Regions from separate parts of the Mus musculus genome. Here regions 1, 2, 3 and 5 are each linked to region 4. The links are chromatin contacts, called in public ChIA-PET, Hi-C and HiChIP or PLAC-seq maps. All regions are on one chromosome and are shown on one strand. The core of a region is the stretch at or near the end of the contact, and the rest is flanking DNA. Distances in the headings are between cores, read along the strand shown. Region 1 holds the start of 4933407G14Rik (RIKEN cDNA 4933407G14 gene). Region 2 overlaps Snrpd3 (small nuclear ribonucleoprotein D3). Region 3 overlaps Upb1 (ureidopropionase, beta). Region 4 holds the start of Mif (macrophage migration inhibitory factor (glycosylation-inhibiting factor)). Region 5 holds the start of Prmt2 (protein arginine N-methyltransferase 2).

What was found. Hi-C and Micro-C count contacts between places; a contact is called where the count stands out from the background. ChIA-PET counts read pairs in DNA pulled down with a chosen protein or histone mark. HiChIP or PLAC-seq counts read pairs in DNA pulled down with a chosen protein or histone mark.
Region 1: a contact with region 4 is called in a Hi-C map of embryonic stem cells, with 4 times the contacts expected there. The contact joins the promoter of 4933407G14Rik here to the promoter of Mif in region 4. A contact is called at or near these places in 1 of 39 promoter capture datasets (pre-B cells), 6 of 484 Hi-C or Micro-C datasets (the C2C12 cell line, the G1E-ER4 cell line and embryonic stem cells) and 1 of 115 datasets of contacts at active chromatin or transcription factors (large pre-B cells).
Region 2: an RNA polymerase II ChIA-PET map of effector CD8 T cells shows a contact between it and region 4, with 5 read pairs. The contact joins the enhancer-like site here to the promoter of Mif in region 4. A contact is called at or near these places in 15 of 39 promoter capture datasets (the 3T3-L1 cell line, 3T3-L1-derived adipocytes, the C10 cell line and 9 more), 3 of 484 Hi-C or Micro-C datasets (CD4 T cells, cerebral cortex and erythroblasts), 3 of 115 datasets of contacts at active chromatin or transcription factors (bone marrow-derived macrophages, effector CD8 T cells and forebrain) and 2 of 9 other capture datasets (embryonic stem cells and liver).
Region 3: an RNA polymerase II ChIA-PET map of memory CD8 T cells shows a contact between it and region 4, with 5 read pairs. The contact joins the enhancer-like site here to the promoter of Mif in region 4. A contact is called at or near these places in 2 of 484 Hi-C or Micro-C datasets (CD4 T cells and cerebral cortex) and 1 of 115 datasets of contacts at active chromatin or transcription factors (memory CD8 T cells).
Region 5: a contact with region 4 is called in an H3K27ac HiChIP or PLAC-seq map of microglia, with 4 times the contacts expected there. The contact joins the promoter of Prmt2 here to the promoter of Mif in region 4. A contact is called at or near these places in 2 of 39 promoter capture datasets (cranial neural crest and hippocampal neurons), 1 of 484 Hi-C or Micro-C datasets (CD4 T cells) and 4 of 115 datasets of contacts at active chromatin or transcription factors (embryonic stem cells and microglia).

What each region holds. Positions count from the first base shown.
Region 1 is chr10:75,448,221-75,450,920 of GRCm38.p6, reverse strand. It overlaps 4933407G14Rik (RIKEN cDNA 4933407G14 gene), which reads right to left and starts at 1,411. Exons shown (of 3, transcript NR_045841.1): 1 at 468-1,411.
Region 2 is chr10:75,535,042-75,537,741 of GRCm38.p6, reverse strand. Snrpd3 (small nuclear ribonucleoprotein D3) reads right to left here. Exons shown (of 4, transcript NM_026095.4): 4 at 2,302-2,481. The coding sequence ends at 2,420. Among named protein-coding and RNA genes, the nearest start is that of Snrpd3, 18 kb to the right of the region's middle. Within about 2 kb of position 1,336, at least 28 of the 459 cell types and tissues checked have an H3K27ac peak or open chromatin away from gene starts, as enhancers often do. A contact at or near this core is called in effector CD8 T cells, where this site is marked.
Region 3 is chr10:75,423,378-75,426,077 of GRCm38.p6, reverse strand. It overlaps Upb1 (ureidopropionase, beta), which reads right to left. Exons shown (of 10, transcript NM_133995.4): 4 at 1,491-1,585. Among named protein-coding and RNA genes, the nearest start is that of Upb1, 18 kb to the right of the region's middle. Within about 2 kb of position 1,412, at least 31 of the 459 cell types and tissues checked have an H3K27ac peak or open chromatin away from gene starts, as enhancers often do. A contact at or near this core is called in memory CD8 T cells, where this site is marked.
Region 4 is chr10:75,858,964-75,861,663 of GRCm38.p6, reverse strand. Mif (macrophage migration inhibitory factor (glycosylation-inhibiting factor)) reads left to right here and starts at 1,387. Exons shown (of 3, transcript NM_010798.3): 1 at 1,387-1,603; 2 at 1,805-1,977; 3 at 2,121-2,311. The coding sequence starts at 1,496. The coding sequence ends at 2,187. It overlaps Gm40697 (a long non-coding RNA gene), which reads right to left and starts at 754. Exons shown (of 2, transcript XR_871836.3): 1 at 698-754; 2 at 1-291.
Region 5 is chr10:76,236,524-76,239,223 of GRCm38.p6, reverse strand. Prmt2 (protein arginine N-methyltransferase 2) reads left to right here and starts at 1,359. Exons shown (of 11, transcript NM_133182.3): 1 at 1,359-1,474; 2 at 2,403-2,512. The coding sequence starts at 2,459.

The DNA.
Region 1 (2,700 bases), core at 162-2,661, 410 kb after region 4:
GGTTGCTCTAGGCAAGAAGTCAGAGGAAGAATTGGAGTCGGGTCTTGTGTTTCCGATGTCCATTGCTGTGGCACACATTATGCTACATTGGATATTACTGTCTGTTACTGCATAACAGATTACTTTAATATTTGTGCCTTCAGACAACAAACGTATTATCCGACCATTTCTGTGGTCGAGGGTCTAGGTTCAAGAACTGGGTGCCTCAGGTTATAATTGAGCTCTCATCCTAAAGGCTGGATGGGGTTGAAGGGACTCCACTGTCAAGTTCACTGACATGGTCCTTTGTAGGGTTTGGATCCCGGGATGCAGGCTTCTCTATAAGACAGCTCTAACACTTTCTTACAGCGAAACAGTTGAATGAGCAGGATAGAAGCCCTGGTCCTTTGGCTACCGCATCTCAGGAACACCACCTACCATGATTGCTCTCCAGACAGTCCTCAACGTACAGGTTTTAGAACGCTTACCTTTCAGGTGGTATGAAGAGCGCACATGCAACCACTGTGGGACCTGTGGCACTGCTTTGAATCAAACGTGTTTTGTGTTGGATTATTCCCATCCGTAGGCTAATACAATTGTCCTGAGCTATTACATTCAGTAGGACAGACGTTTGCAATGCATTTCGGCTTCCTGCTATTCCCAGCTTTCGATGAAGGAATTTATTGTTGTAAACCAAGAAACTCCCTGTGCTTTATATTCAAAGAAAGTTACTAGTTTTAATTCTCATATGGGAATGTGAATACCAAGAGACAGTGACCATTGCACCGTCTGTCTTAGAAGATTGTATCATATCCTGCCATATGGATTGGATTTAAATATACACATGGGTGTCAGAAAGATTTCAAGGACGTGTTCTTTTGTAATTTAGTCAGAGGTTAACAAGAAACTATAGCAATTGACTGGCCAACCTTGGACTAGGTGTTCAATACCAAGCCAGAGAATTAAATTTTATCCTTGAGCTATGTCTTAACAGTTACAGAGCATGTGGGGGAAGGGCATTTGACTGAATACAGATGTGAAATTAATGACCCTCCCCCTTTTAAATAAATAACAGTTTTTCAAGCACCCAGCATAAAATGAAGCTGGAAATTGAGACTTAGTCATACACCTGTGTATCCCAACTGATGGAATCTCCTTATGCACTCTGGGAGTCTGCTGAGCCTCAGGGACTTGGGATACATAGACAAGAAGGCAAATGTGGCATTTGAGAGCAGACAGCTCATTTCCCATGCCCCTAAAAGTTCAGGAGCTTATTGTATACTTAGACTGGATTCCATTGTAACAACTGATCCTGGCCAGTGGGCAGTATTTCCCTCTCCCTCTCTTGGCATGGATGCCTCCTAGAACTGTATCTGTATAGCTACACACCCTGAGTATGTAAGAGCACATGTTCTGGCTGAGGTAGGTGTGTGTGTGTGTGTGTGTGTGTGTGTGTGTGTGTGTGTATGAACTCATAGTGAGAGAATGTTAGTTGTGTAATGAAATCATAATGTGACATCACAGAAGGAGTGGTTTAGACAACAAACATTTATTCCTCAGAGTTCTAGTCGCTCCTAGTTCAAGATGGGGGTGTGGGCAGGTTTGGCTTCTCTTGAGGTTTCTTTTATGGGTGTGCCATGGCTGCCTTCTGTGTCCTTACATGGCCTCTTCTCTGTTCACGAATGTCCCCTGTGTCTCTAACACATGTTGTTGTTAGATCAGGGCTCTGTCTGGCTGTGCATCTGCCTCGCCACTGGAATGCCGCTCAGGGAAGACAGAAAGCAGACCTAGGGGACTGACTTTGGGCTCTGCGCATGCCAGACAAGCACTGTGCCTCTGAACTACTTACCTAGATCTTGATTTGCAGCAGAGTCTCACTGGTTCTGGCTAGTCTTGAGCTTGCTATGCAATCTAGGATAGCCTTGGATTCCTGCCCTAGTTTGCTCCCCTGTTGGTTGAATAAATAGGATGATCTGATCCAAGTTGGGAGAGCAAAGGGTTTATTTGGCTTACACTTCAACATTTCAGTCCTTCATTATGGGATGTCAAGGCAGGAAGTCTGAATAGGAACCCAAGATAGGAGCCTGGAGGCAGGGACTGAAGCGGGAATTCATGGAGGAATGGTTTACTGGGCTTGCCTCCCATAGTGTTCAGCTTGCTTTCTTTAAAAGAAAACATTTTAAATTAAAATAGAATTATAACACTTCTCCCTTTCATTTCCTCTCTCCAGCCCCTCCTAGGTCCCTTCCCTCAAACCTCTCCCATGGGCTCACATTCTCAACTTGATAGCTTCTTTTTGATAATCTGTCTGTCTGTCTCTCTCTCTTACACACACACACACACACACACACACACACACACACACGCACGCACACATACCTTGCTGAGTCTGTTTCTGTTGTTTGTGAGTGATGGTTTCAAGGCTGACCACCCTGCATTGGAGAATCAAATGGTTCTCACCTCTTAGGAGAGGCTGATACTCCTTCCCAGTGTTGCCTGTGCCCTGGGCTGCTCTCTGCCTGACCCTACCTGCCCTTGGGAGTTGGTGTTGAGGTAGTGCAGAGTCAACGGAGACTCTGGGAGCACGTGAGAAACGCTGCAGCAAGCTTTCTAAACACTGCTGCAAGCTCCTTTAATACCCTCGTTGGTCCCAAGGAAGCACCTTTTCTAAACAGCAGATCTTGATTGGTTGGCATTGTCTGTACCAGCAATCCTTGGTCT
Region 2 (2,700 bases), core at 87-2,586, 320 kb after region 4:
CCATGCGAGCTGTCTAGAAAGGACAGTCTCCCATCTGTTGTGCTCTCTGCAGGTCATGCTGTGCACTCCAGGTTTTCAGGTCTATGTCAGAACCCATGCTGGGTTAAGTTTTGGTGATACACTTGTCATTTTCTGCTCCTGTAGGTAACCCTCCACCCATATTCTTATAAATACTCCTAATTCAATTTATTGGTTCACCAAGTTGGATTCTGGTAATATCTGTACTTGGACCTGTCTTTGTTTTGCTACCTGGGACAAGTAGTTGTTTGGTCCTGTCTCCCTACTGAACACATCATTCAATTGGATGGAGTGCAGGTTCTAACTTAAAATTCAGATAGGCAGTCTTGGAATAATCAAACAAACTTTTCATGCACCATTTATTAATACAATAAAATAAACCAAACAGAAAGAACCTACACTGAAAACAGGAGTTGAGCTGAGGAAGGGGATGGCAAGAACTTGGGGTGACAACAGCAGGGTAAACCAGTTCAGACTACAGATAAAGAACAGATAAATAGCAACAGGCTCCAAGTCTTTGATCCAGGGATATACAGGGACTAAAGCCAAGATAAAAGTCAAGATACCAGCAGGTGGCCGCACACGGGACTTACTCCCAGGGAACAGTCTTCAGCACTACTCCGTGGCTTACTAGTCATAATTTAACCAGTCATGATATAACAAGTATGGATGGCAGTGGCAGAATTACAATCAGGAAGACAGGTGCTGGGGAACACAAATGATAGTGCACAAAACTGGGACAGCAAAGGCTAAGCAGACACATTTGAAAGAAGTGATGAGCTAAAAGCTGGAGGGGGCGGGCAGAATTACTGTAAACCCTGACAACCTAAGTTTGATTCCAAAGAAGATGGGAGAGCAACTCCCAAAAGTTGTCTTCTGACTTTCACATGTGTGCTGGCAGGCATCCTCAAAAAGTGAATTAAAAAAAAAATCTAAGCATGTGTAAATATGTAAGGTGTATGTATGTATTCTGGGAGGGGAGGGGAGGAAAAGTGTCTAACCCAGGCTGGCCTGAACTCATTAAGTAGCAAGCCCTGAGCTTGGAAATCCACTTGCCTGAGTGCTGGGATTATGGTCTATACCACCATGCCCAGCCTGAAAGAAATGGTTTCCAACACATACTAGCAATCCTGTTAGAAATGAAGGCACACTCCGTCTCTTCTGCATGACATTCGACAGAGGCAGAGATGAACTCAAGCTTTGTTTTTTGGCTGGGTATAGTGGCCCACGCCCTTAACCATGGCACTCAGGAAGTCCATGCATGTGCACCCGAGTCTGAGCTACTTAGTTTACAGAGCAAGTAGGTCTATGTAAAGAGAATCTGTGTCAACCACCCCACCCCTGGCAACCCACAGCCATGGTGGAGGGTAAATGCTGGAGGGTAAGGATGTTAACATTTCACCACATAAACAGCTGGTGATGAAGCGCACATGGCCTACTGGGTGGGGCTTGACGGGTCATGCTGCAGGCTTATGCTTGCACCCAACCCTGAGACGACACATGTCAACTTGAATCAGCCCACTAAAGTTGGCATCACACTGAATGAGAAAGAAAGCTGCAGGAAAGGAGCACACCAAACTATAACCACCACCAAAGACTCCATTAGGCCAAGGCAACCACCAGAGTACTCCAAGTGCAAGAAAAAACAAAGAGGACTGAAGAGATGGCTCGGAGGTTCAGAGTACTGTTTGCTCTTCCGTCTTGAGTTCAATTCTCAGCAACCACATGGTGGCTCACAACCATCTATGATGGTGTTCTCTTTTGGTGTGCAGGCATATATGCAAGCAGAACGCTGCATACATAATAAAATAAACCTTTAAAAAATTAGTGTGCTTATCAATGCTGAGATGCTCCTAACACTGTGTGGAGCGAGTTGAATATGAGTAGCTACAGACAGGGTTCCCTCTGGAGCTGTCGAATGCTGAGACACTATGATTACTGTATTACTGATCAGAGCATGAGTCATCTTCACAGGTCAGGTTGCCTGTGTCAGGTTAGCTGGGAAAGTGCCACACTGAGTGTTCATGTAACACAGGGTTCCTCTCTTAGTTAGGCTTTTCTCCCTTCAACTAGAAAGAGGCCTGAAAAGTGCTTGCACTCTTTATCACACACTGCTGCTTGAAGAGTGCTGGCATCTCCCCAGTACATGTCCAAAGGTGTCAGATTCTAACCTGCTGCCAAAGCAAACTACAAACACGAACACACAGTTCTTATTTCCTCAAAAACAAAACAAAACAAAACAAAAAAGCCTCACACAAACCACAAAACAACCAAATTTTATTTAGCTTAACAGTTTATCAAAAGAAAATCTAAGACATATGCACATGTAATACCCCCTCCCCCCAAAACCCCTGCAATAATCAAAGAGAAGAAAGGACAACGTTCTCTTCAATGGAGAATATTATCTTCGCTTCTGGAAGATGTTCCCACGTCCCATCCCACGTCCTCTCCCTCGTGCGGCCACTGAAACAAAGAAGAAGAAGAGAGGTCAGGGGGGCTGGGATGCTCACAACAGCACCAGCTGAAGCCTGGGCATCAGTCTGGAAGAGGCCTGGAAGGCTGCCTGGACCAAATCATGCGGTGAGAAGGAAGAGGAGTGGAAGTTGGTGCTGATAACTGGTGTCATGGTGGGAGGTAGTGCCGACAGCACAGCAGTGTGAATAATAGCACAGGAATGACAAA
Region 3 (2,700 bases), core at 163-2,662, 440 kb after region 4:
GTATGGTAGTTCATACCTGTAGTCCTGAGACTTGGCAGGCTGGGGTGAGAACGTTAAGAGTTTGAGAATAGATTGGGAGACATATTTAGAGAGCTCCAGGATACTAAACCTAGAGTAAGTACCCATCTCAAAAAAACTCTTAATGAATTATCACTATTCTTCTCGGCTATAGTAAGATACCTTGCCACTTAGTCTGTTTTGTGCTGTTACAACAGAATAAGAGAGATTGGGTAGCTCATAGAGAACAGAGATTTATTTCCTTGGAGGTCCAGGTCCAAGGTCAAACATGCAGCATCCAGCAACTCCTGGGCCACTGTGCTGAACTGTCCTAGTGGAGGGTGGGAGAACGAAGAAAGAAGAGACTGCACTTGCTTTTATTAAAAGGGGGAAAAACCACTCTGGAGATATGGATGCAAATCCATGCACAAGAGCTAAATCTCCATGACCTGCCCACCTTTTTTAAAAAATCACTATGATTATGACTCTGTCTCAAACCCCCTTAAGCATGATACAAAGTCTGAATGAGAACAGAAATCTGTTGGAGCTGAGAATAAAGACACATTACCATTCATAATTTCTTGACTAGTATGGATTTTTCTCATAACAGCTTTACTGAAATATAGTTCAAAGGAATAAATCCATTGTTTTTTTGTTTGTTTGTTTGCTTTTCTGTTTGTTTGTTTCTTTTGTTTTTGCTTTTTCAAGACATGGTTTCTCTGTGTAGCCCTGGCTGTCCTGGAACTTTGTAGATCAGGCTGGCCTAGAACCCACAGAGATCGTTCTGCCTCTGCCTCCTGAGTGCTGGGATAAAAGGCCCGAGCCACCACCGCCCACCCAGAATCATCCCTATAAGGTGATATATATGCTGCTGGTGCTCAGTATCCCAGAGTTGTGCAATGGTTATAACGAGCTAATTTTGATACATTCTTACCGCCTGCAAAGGATTCCCTGCACCCATTAGCAGACGCTCCTCTTCTTTCCTAACCCTTTTGACCTGACTTTTTTTTTTCTCTCCTGTCTCTAGAGATTTGAGTGTTCTGGACAGTTTTTATAATTGGGATCAGATCTCATATATAACGATGTTTTGGTTAGGAAAAATAAAAAACAATCTCTACACTATGAGACAGACTGTGTGTTAAAACTTTCACTCAATTACGGCAAGTGGGAAGGGCAAAGGTCTAGAGAAGATAAATGACTCTCATCCTGGAGTGGCAGCTCCATCATTTGACAGATTTTCCATGAAGTCACTCCAAACCATCTCTCCCCGGGCTGCAGCTTGTCACTGGTAAAGCCAGGAAGGGCCCTTGTAGCTCTGAAACTACAAACTTAAAATGAAAGTAAACCTGACAATAATGAAAGTGTCCAAGTACTATCTAATCTTCTCTGGTAAATATTTTCCACACTGAAGAGGCACATCAGACAGCTGTGGCTGTGCTCTGCAGCCCGCGTGGGTTGGCCAGCCACCGCTACCGGAGCACAGTTAAGGTCACCTTCTGACAGAACCTGGTGGTGAGCCCATCCTCGGCCGACTCAGCAAATTCTGTCCAAGGAAGTTTCTCTCGTGTACAAAAAGCGAACGGCATATCTGTGGGGAGAGAGAGAGAGACAGAGACAGAGACAGACAGAGAGACAGAGAGACAGAGAGAGACAGAGAGAGATAGAGGTAGGTAGGTTAGGAACGAATGAGGTGACCCCTAGAGGGTATCCTCAGGCCAGAGCAAGTCACCACTGGGATCTTTTTTCTTTGGGGACAGGGAAGCTTTTTCAGAAATAAACCTATAAAAGTTTGGAAACTACTGGACAGGAGGGGGATGTCCAAAGACAAAGGCATCATTTTCAGGATCTTTAGCTAGACCTTGCCAGGGACTTAGTTCAGTAGAAATTAATTAAATTAATGAACATGAGTGCATGCATGTGGTACTGAATTCAAAATTAGGTCTTTGGGCAAACTAACCATTCTATCACTGTCTATACCACCAGAGTTCTATGTTTTCAGTGCTGAGGGTTAAGCCCAGAGTCTTACGCATGTTAGACACGTGCTCGACCACTGAGTCATGTCCCTAAACCTAAAGTCACCTCTTTGCATTTGCTTGCTTCCCAACACTGGATACGTATATAGGAACAGTAAAGAATGTGTGTCATCTCCATACATATGGTGCTCACAACAGCACCTTTCTGTACGGGGTGTGGTAGTTTGAATAAGAATGCCCCCATAGACTGTGTTTGAATGCTTGGCCCACAGCAAGTGGCACCAATAAAAAGTATGGCCCTTTCAGAATAGGTATGGCCTTGTTGGAGGAAGACTGTCCCTGTAGGGGTAGGCTTTGAGGTCTCTGAGGCTTAAGCCCAGGTTCACAGTTCACCTCTGCTACCTGAGGATCAAGATGTAGAACTCTCAGCTCTCCAGCACCATGTCTGCCTCCATGTGGCCATGCTTCCCGCCATGATGGTAATGGACTGAACTTCCAAACTGTAAGCCAGCCCCAATGAAATGGTTTCCTTTGGAGTTGCTGCGGTTATGGTGTCTCTTCATAGCAACAGGAATCCTAACTAAAACAATGAGTCAGAAGGATTGAACTAGGAGTGGACCCTGAGACTCTCAGCTATGTATGATGTTGTTATACTACCCTGGGTATCTTAGTTAGGGTTTTGCTGCTGTGAACAGACACCATGACCAAGGCAACTCTTATAAGGACAACA
Region 4 (2,700 bases), core at 138-2,637:
ACCCTGGGAAGGAAGAGGAACATAAAGGAAGTCCAGTGACTGTCACCCCAAGCTCATCTTCAGGGTCCTGCCAGAGGAAGTTTACATTTAAATAGAGGGCAAGAGGTAGGTAGAACTAAGAGATTCTGCTCAAGATGTGATCCCCCAGCAGCACTGTCAAGCTTCAGTCTCTTCTGCAAGACTGACAAGCGTCCAGAGCTGCATAAAATCTCTGCCTTCCAGCCTTTCTCTTTCACCAGCAGGAGACTCCAGAGAAAATTCCATTTCCTTGGGAACCATTGTTTCAATAGTCTGTTAGCCAAAGGGAGGGGGCACAAGTGTCTCTTTAGAATATCTTCATTTCTGTCAGAAACCTAATAGAAACCTTGACATCACAGACAGAACTGGTAGTCCCCACACTACAATCTCTTGATCCACTGTAAAGTTTTTAACAAAAATTAAAAAGGGCTAGGGAAAACAAAGGAAGTCCCAAAATTCCCGTGACATTTCCTGGGCACCGGTCGGATGTCTCACTTGTTAATGAGAAAGCTATACAAAGTCTACCAAGGGCTCTAGATAAGGGTGACTCTGCTGGATCTAATTTGAGCAGGGCTTCCCTGAGGACTGGCAATTGGCCAGAGGAGCAGAACTAGTTAGTACCGCTGGCTCACAGCCTGCTGCCCACTCCTCCCCTGGGAATCTCTCCAAGCATCCTCACCTGTGTGGAGTAACAGGAATGTAGGGAAGTAACTAGATGGCGACTCCGTTCTGCCTCCTTCCCCATTTCACACTCACAAGCCTAGGCCTGGTGGACACGTGTCCCAGGAGGCTCAGGACACACAAAAAGTCGCAGTTGAAAGTGTGTGGGACGAAGGTGATACTGGGCCAGGCAGGGGATCGAGGGCTGACTGTTGGTACAACAGGAGAGCAAAAGCAAGCAAGTGATGGGGCTTGGCTAATTTCTTGAGCTTAGAGAAAAGTTCCCAAGGCAAGGAAGGATTGTTTTTTCTCCAAGTACAAGCCATCACGCTTTTGGCTCATTGTTTGAGGTTAAGTTGTATTCACTAAAGTAGGTCGATCCTAGCCCACTAGCATGAGAAATAAGGCCAACCTACAGGTTCCACCAATAACTTAAGTTCCCTCTTCTTGGAACAGAAATCTCTCAGACCTGAACTTCTTACTATACGGTTAATCTGTAGCATCTACCTGGAATGCCTCGACAAACCTAATCACTAGAGTCAAGTCCTCACTATCTAGCATCCTCCGTTTCCATCTTAGGAAACAAAGAGCCCATGTAATACTTCCTACAGCACCAGAAGCACAGCAAGACCTCTGCAGAAGCAGCGCGCTGAAGGGCAGTCACCGCCCCTTTGGGACGTAGTCTGACGTCAGCGGAGGCGGAGCGGCAGCCGGCTTGGGGCGGTACTGAGCTGGGTCACGTAGCTCAGGTCCCTGGCTTGGGTCACACCGCGCTTTGTACCGTCCTCCGGTCCACGCTCGCAGTCTCTCCGCCACCATGCCTATGTTCATCGTGAACACCAATGTTCCCCGCGCCTCCGTGCCAGAGGGGTTTCTGTCGGAGCTCACCCAGCAGCTGGCGCAGGCCACCGGCAAGCCCGCACAGGTTTGCAGGGAGGACACAGGAAGAGAGTAGGGTGGGGTGGGCCGGCCCGACGTGTGAGGAGGGATGGGGCTGGAAGCCAAGGTGTGCCGGCGGGTGGCGGCTGGAGCTCTCCGGAAGACCTGTGGCCCTGTAGGCAGTCTTTCAGGCGGTCTAACAGTGTGTCTGTATCCCTCCCGCCTCGCCGCCCCTCCCCCCACCCAGTACATCGCAGTGCACGTGGTCCCGGACCAGCTCATGACTTTTAGCGGCACGAACGATCCCTGCGCCCTCTGCAGCCTGCACAGCATCGGCAAGATCGGTGGTGCCCAGAACCGCAACTACAGTAAGCTGCTGTGTGGCCTGCTGTCCGATCGCCTGCACATCAGCCCGGACCGGTGCGTGGGGGACGAGGGGAGGAGGGGGAGGAGGGGCACTGGGAGGTCAGCAGGCAAAGAGGGGGGGGCGTTCAGAGGACACTGGCACGCAGCGCGCTCTCCTAGACCACGTGCTTAGCTGAGCCAGGCTTTCATTTTCTCAGGGTCTACATCAACTATTACGACATGAACGCTGCCAACGTGGGCTGGAACGGTTCCACCTTCGCTTGAGTCCTGGCCCCACTTACCTGCACCGCTGTTCTTTGAGCCTCGCTCCACGTAGTGTTCTGTGTTTATCCACCGGTAGCGATGCCCACCTTCCAGCCGGGAGAAATAAATGGTTTATAAGAGACCACGGTTGCCTCAGCTTCTGCTTCCTTGGCTTGCGGAGGAATTGGGTGCAGGGTGGGGACCTTGAATGGAAGCCCAGGCTCTGAACGTGGGATTGGGGTGTGATGGCAGGGTCGAAGCTGGCCAGTTTGGTCCTCTCTAAACTAGTCCAGTGGTTCAGATGTCCTTTCTTGTGGCCTCTCCTATGCAGCCTTATGTATAAAAGAGGCCGACTTATTCACCTGGTCAGGAGTGTTAATTAGGTCCTTACCACAGTGGCAAATGGAGCCGGTAATATGTGTCATGGAAGGGGAGGTGCTTGGATACAGGGGAGAAATTAATAGTGTGCTCCAGCTGGGCCTGCACCTTCCTCGGCCCCATTTTCCTTCCCAAGAATCACTGTGCTCTAAGCCA
Region 5 (2,700 bases), core at 110-2,609, 380 kb before region 4:
TCTTAACTGCTAAGCCACCTCCAGCCCTTACAAAGCCACATTCTTTATTCAGCCACCACAGGTACCCTTTCCTATGTTAGGTTAGCAAGGGTGGATCCTAGTGCCTGGAGCCTGAGCTTCGTGGCACCAGCAGGCTTTCAAGAATAGGTCTCAGGCCTGCCACACTGGGGGCTCTGAGGACAGTTTTTTCTGCCTTGGAAGATTGTGGGAAACTCTTTTCAACCTGTGGCATCCTGGCTCAGAGCTTCAGCCCTCTTCATCTGGTGGAAATGGAAAACTGGGCAGATTTAAAAAAAGGACCAGGTCCTCACACAGACAGACCCATCCCTTGGCTGCAGTTCATTGTGCGACTCCACTGAACCGATGGACTGAAGGCACAACAGGTGTGGTTTGCACAAGCCTTGCAAGCCCTGAGATGCCTCACAGCAGGTTTGGAATGATTGATTATGTTATGAGCTGTGGTGTTTCTACTGCACGAACCGAAGCATGATGGTTTAATTATAGAAAACAAAGAATTTTAATATTTCCCTATCATTCCTCAGCATGTATTAGAGTGTCTAGATTATATTGGACAAACGCATCCACCTAATTAGTATGCAAATCTGCTTTTGTCTCTAGTCAGTGGTAAAATTGTGTGTATGCCGAGTTTTACAATAAATTCTTTTCTGATTCACTTATCAGTAAATGTTTGATTCGTATGCCTATTTTAGATACCTAGAGTCGCTGAAAAACTTTCTGAGTAGGATGGGATTGCTAGTGGAGAAAGCTTAAGAAACCTTGCTTAGGGTCACCTGATGTCAGTGTCATTGCTCCTCCGCCCCCAACCCCTTCAGCACAGGATCTTCAGGACTTGGGGTCTCTGGTGTGTTTCGTGTCTCAGTAGCTATGTTGGTTCCACGATCAAAACTTAGTCCAAGATACTGTAGGGGGGTCCCATTCTGCAGAAGCTGATTCAGATCAAAACTAGGTTATTAAGCATTCGGAGAAGGGCATCAAACACACCGGCAGTCCCAGGTACACTCAGGACAGCGCTAGTACGCACTCCTGCTTCAGCCTGCCAATTGTTGCCTCGGTTCGAATCCGCTGGGGGCGCGGTCTACACCACCTGTGGCCTCCAACCCGGAGTCCAGTCTTCCCACAGATCTCCCGGTAAGTCGATCCTTACACTTTCTCACCTGCGTCTTGCAGCCTTAAGGCCCAATGCGACCGGCCGGAAGCAGGGACAGAAAATGCGCTTGCGCTGAGTGACAAGCTCTTAGAGAAAACCCCTGTCTCAAGACTATCTACAGCTACCAGCACCGAGTTTATACACACTGCGCTTGCGCAGGACACCCAGGCCTGGGCGGGGCGTGCTCTTCGGCCAGCTGGAGTGCTCCGCGCTTGCGCAGGTCCAGGGCGGCGGCTCAGGCTTCGGGTGGGCATCGTCTGTTCCTTTCTGGTATAGCCTAGAATTCAGCGGAGAAACGCGGCTGAGGTAGGTTTCTTAATGGACAGCTTAGACATCTGGATCGCAAGTGAGGCAGGGCAAGCTAGGCAAAAGGTCTTCCCTGTGCATGTCTCCAGCGCACTGAGGCCTCCGCCCCCTCTGGAGGCTTTAGAGTGCCCTCTCGAAGGTTCTATTCCAGCTACCCCCTCCCCTTTTCTCAGCACCGTCCGCCCTCTTCGCTCTCCTTTCGCTGCACCTCTCAATTCCCCCTGCGCACCTCCGCTGGCTCTTAGAGCCACGCCCTTCCAGGACCACGCCCACCTGCCTTCTGTATCCCGAGCCACATCCCCCATGCCTCTATATTCTTGGCCTCTATGGCCTCATCTGCTTGGCCTGGAGAACCCTCCAATTCATTGTCTTTCTTCCTCCGGGCACCCTCCCAGGCTTTTCACTGAAAATATAATTGTAAATAATTTGTGATTCTAATTATTACGAAGTAAGTATGAAGTCCAGATCTGGACGCACAACAGGCGTTTAAACAAAGAATCGATGTAATCTCAGAGCCAGTTAGGGTTACATTGCCCCTGGGGGTAAAAAAATAGAATTAAAGAACAGGAGGGTGTCGGGCATGGGGATTTCAGTTCTGCCTGTGGGTTAGGTCAAGTACTGGGCAAGGTGTTTTAATTTGAGTTTAAGCTATTAAGTGTTCCTAAAAAAAATGATACTGATTTATTCTAAGTAAAAAGAGGCTTCATAAATATCTCTTAAAAAAGGAGACTTCAGAGGAATAAATCTAGCATATTAAAGGAAGCACACAGCATTTGGATTTTTTAATTTAAAAAGCCCTCTAATGAATTGTGATGATAAAACGCCAATCCTGTTCCATTCTTAACACATACAGTAAACTGTAGCCGTGAAATGAGATTACTGACCAGGCAGTGTAACACTTTGTGCTTCTCTCTCTTCTTTCAAGTAGGCATGGGAGAGAAACTGAAGTAAAGCCCCAGTTATGAGACATGATCATATTGAACTATGGAGGCACCAGGAGAAGGTCCCTGCAGCGAGTCACAGGTCATCCCGGTTCTGGTACGTAAGAGCCACGTGTAATGATCATACAGAGGAACAGTACCAGCTTACAGGGGTGATGTCACTCTCCTTGTCTCTCAAGGTCCTGGCTCACAGGAGGATGCTTGAATTTAGAGAACGTTGAGGCAGGGGGATGGGTCTGGTCATTAGGTCCCATGCTGTGTATTGTCATGAACACTTCAGGGGAC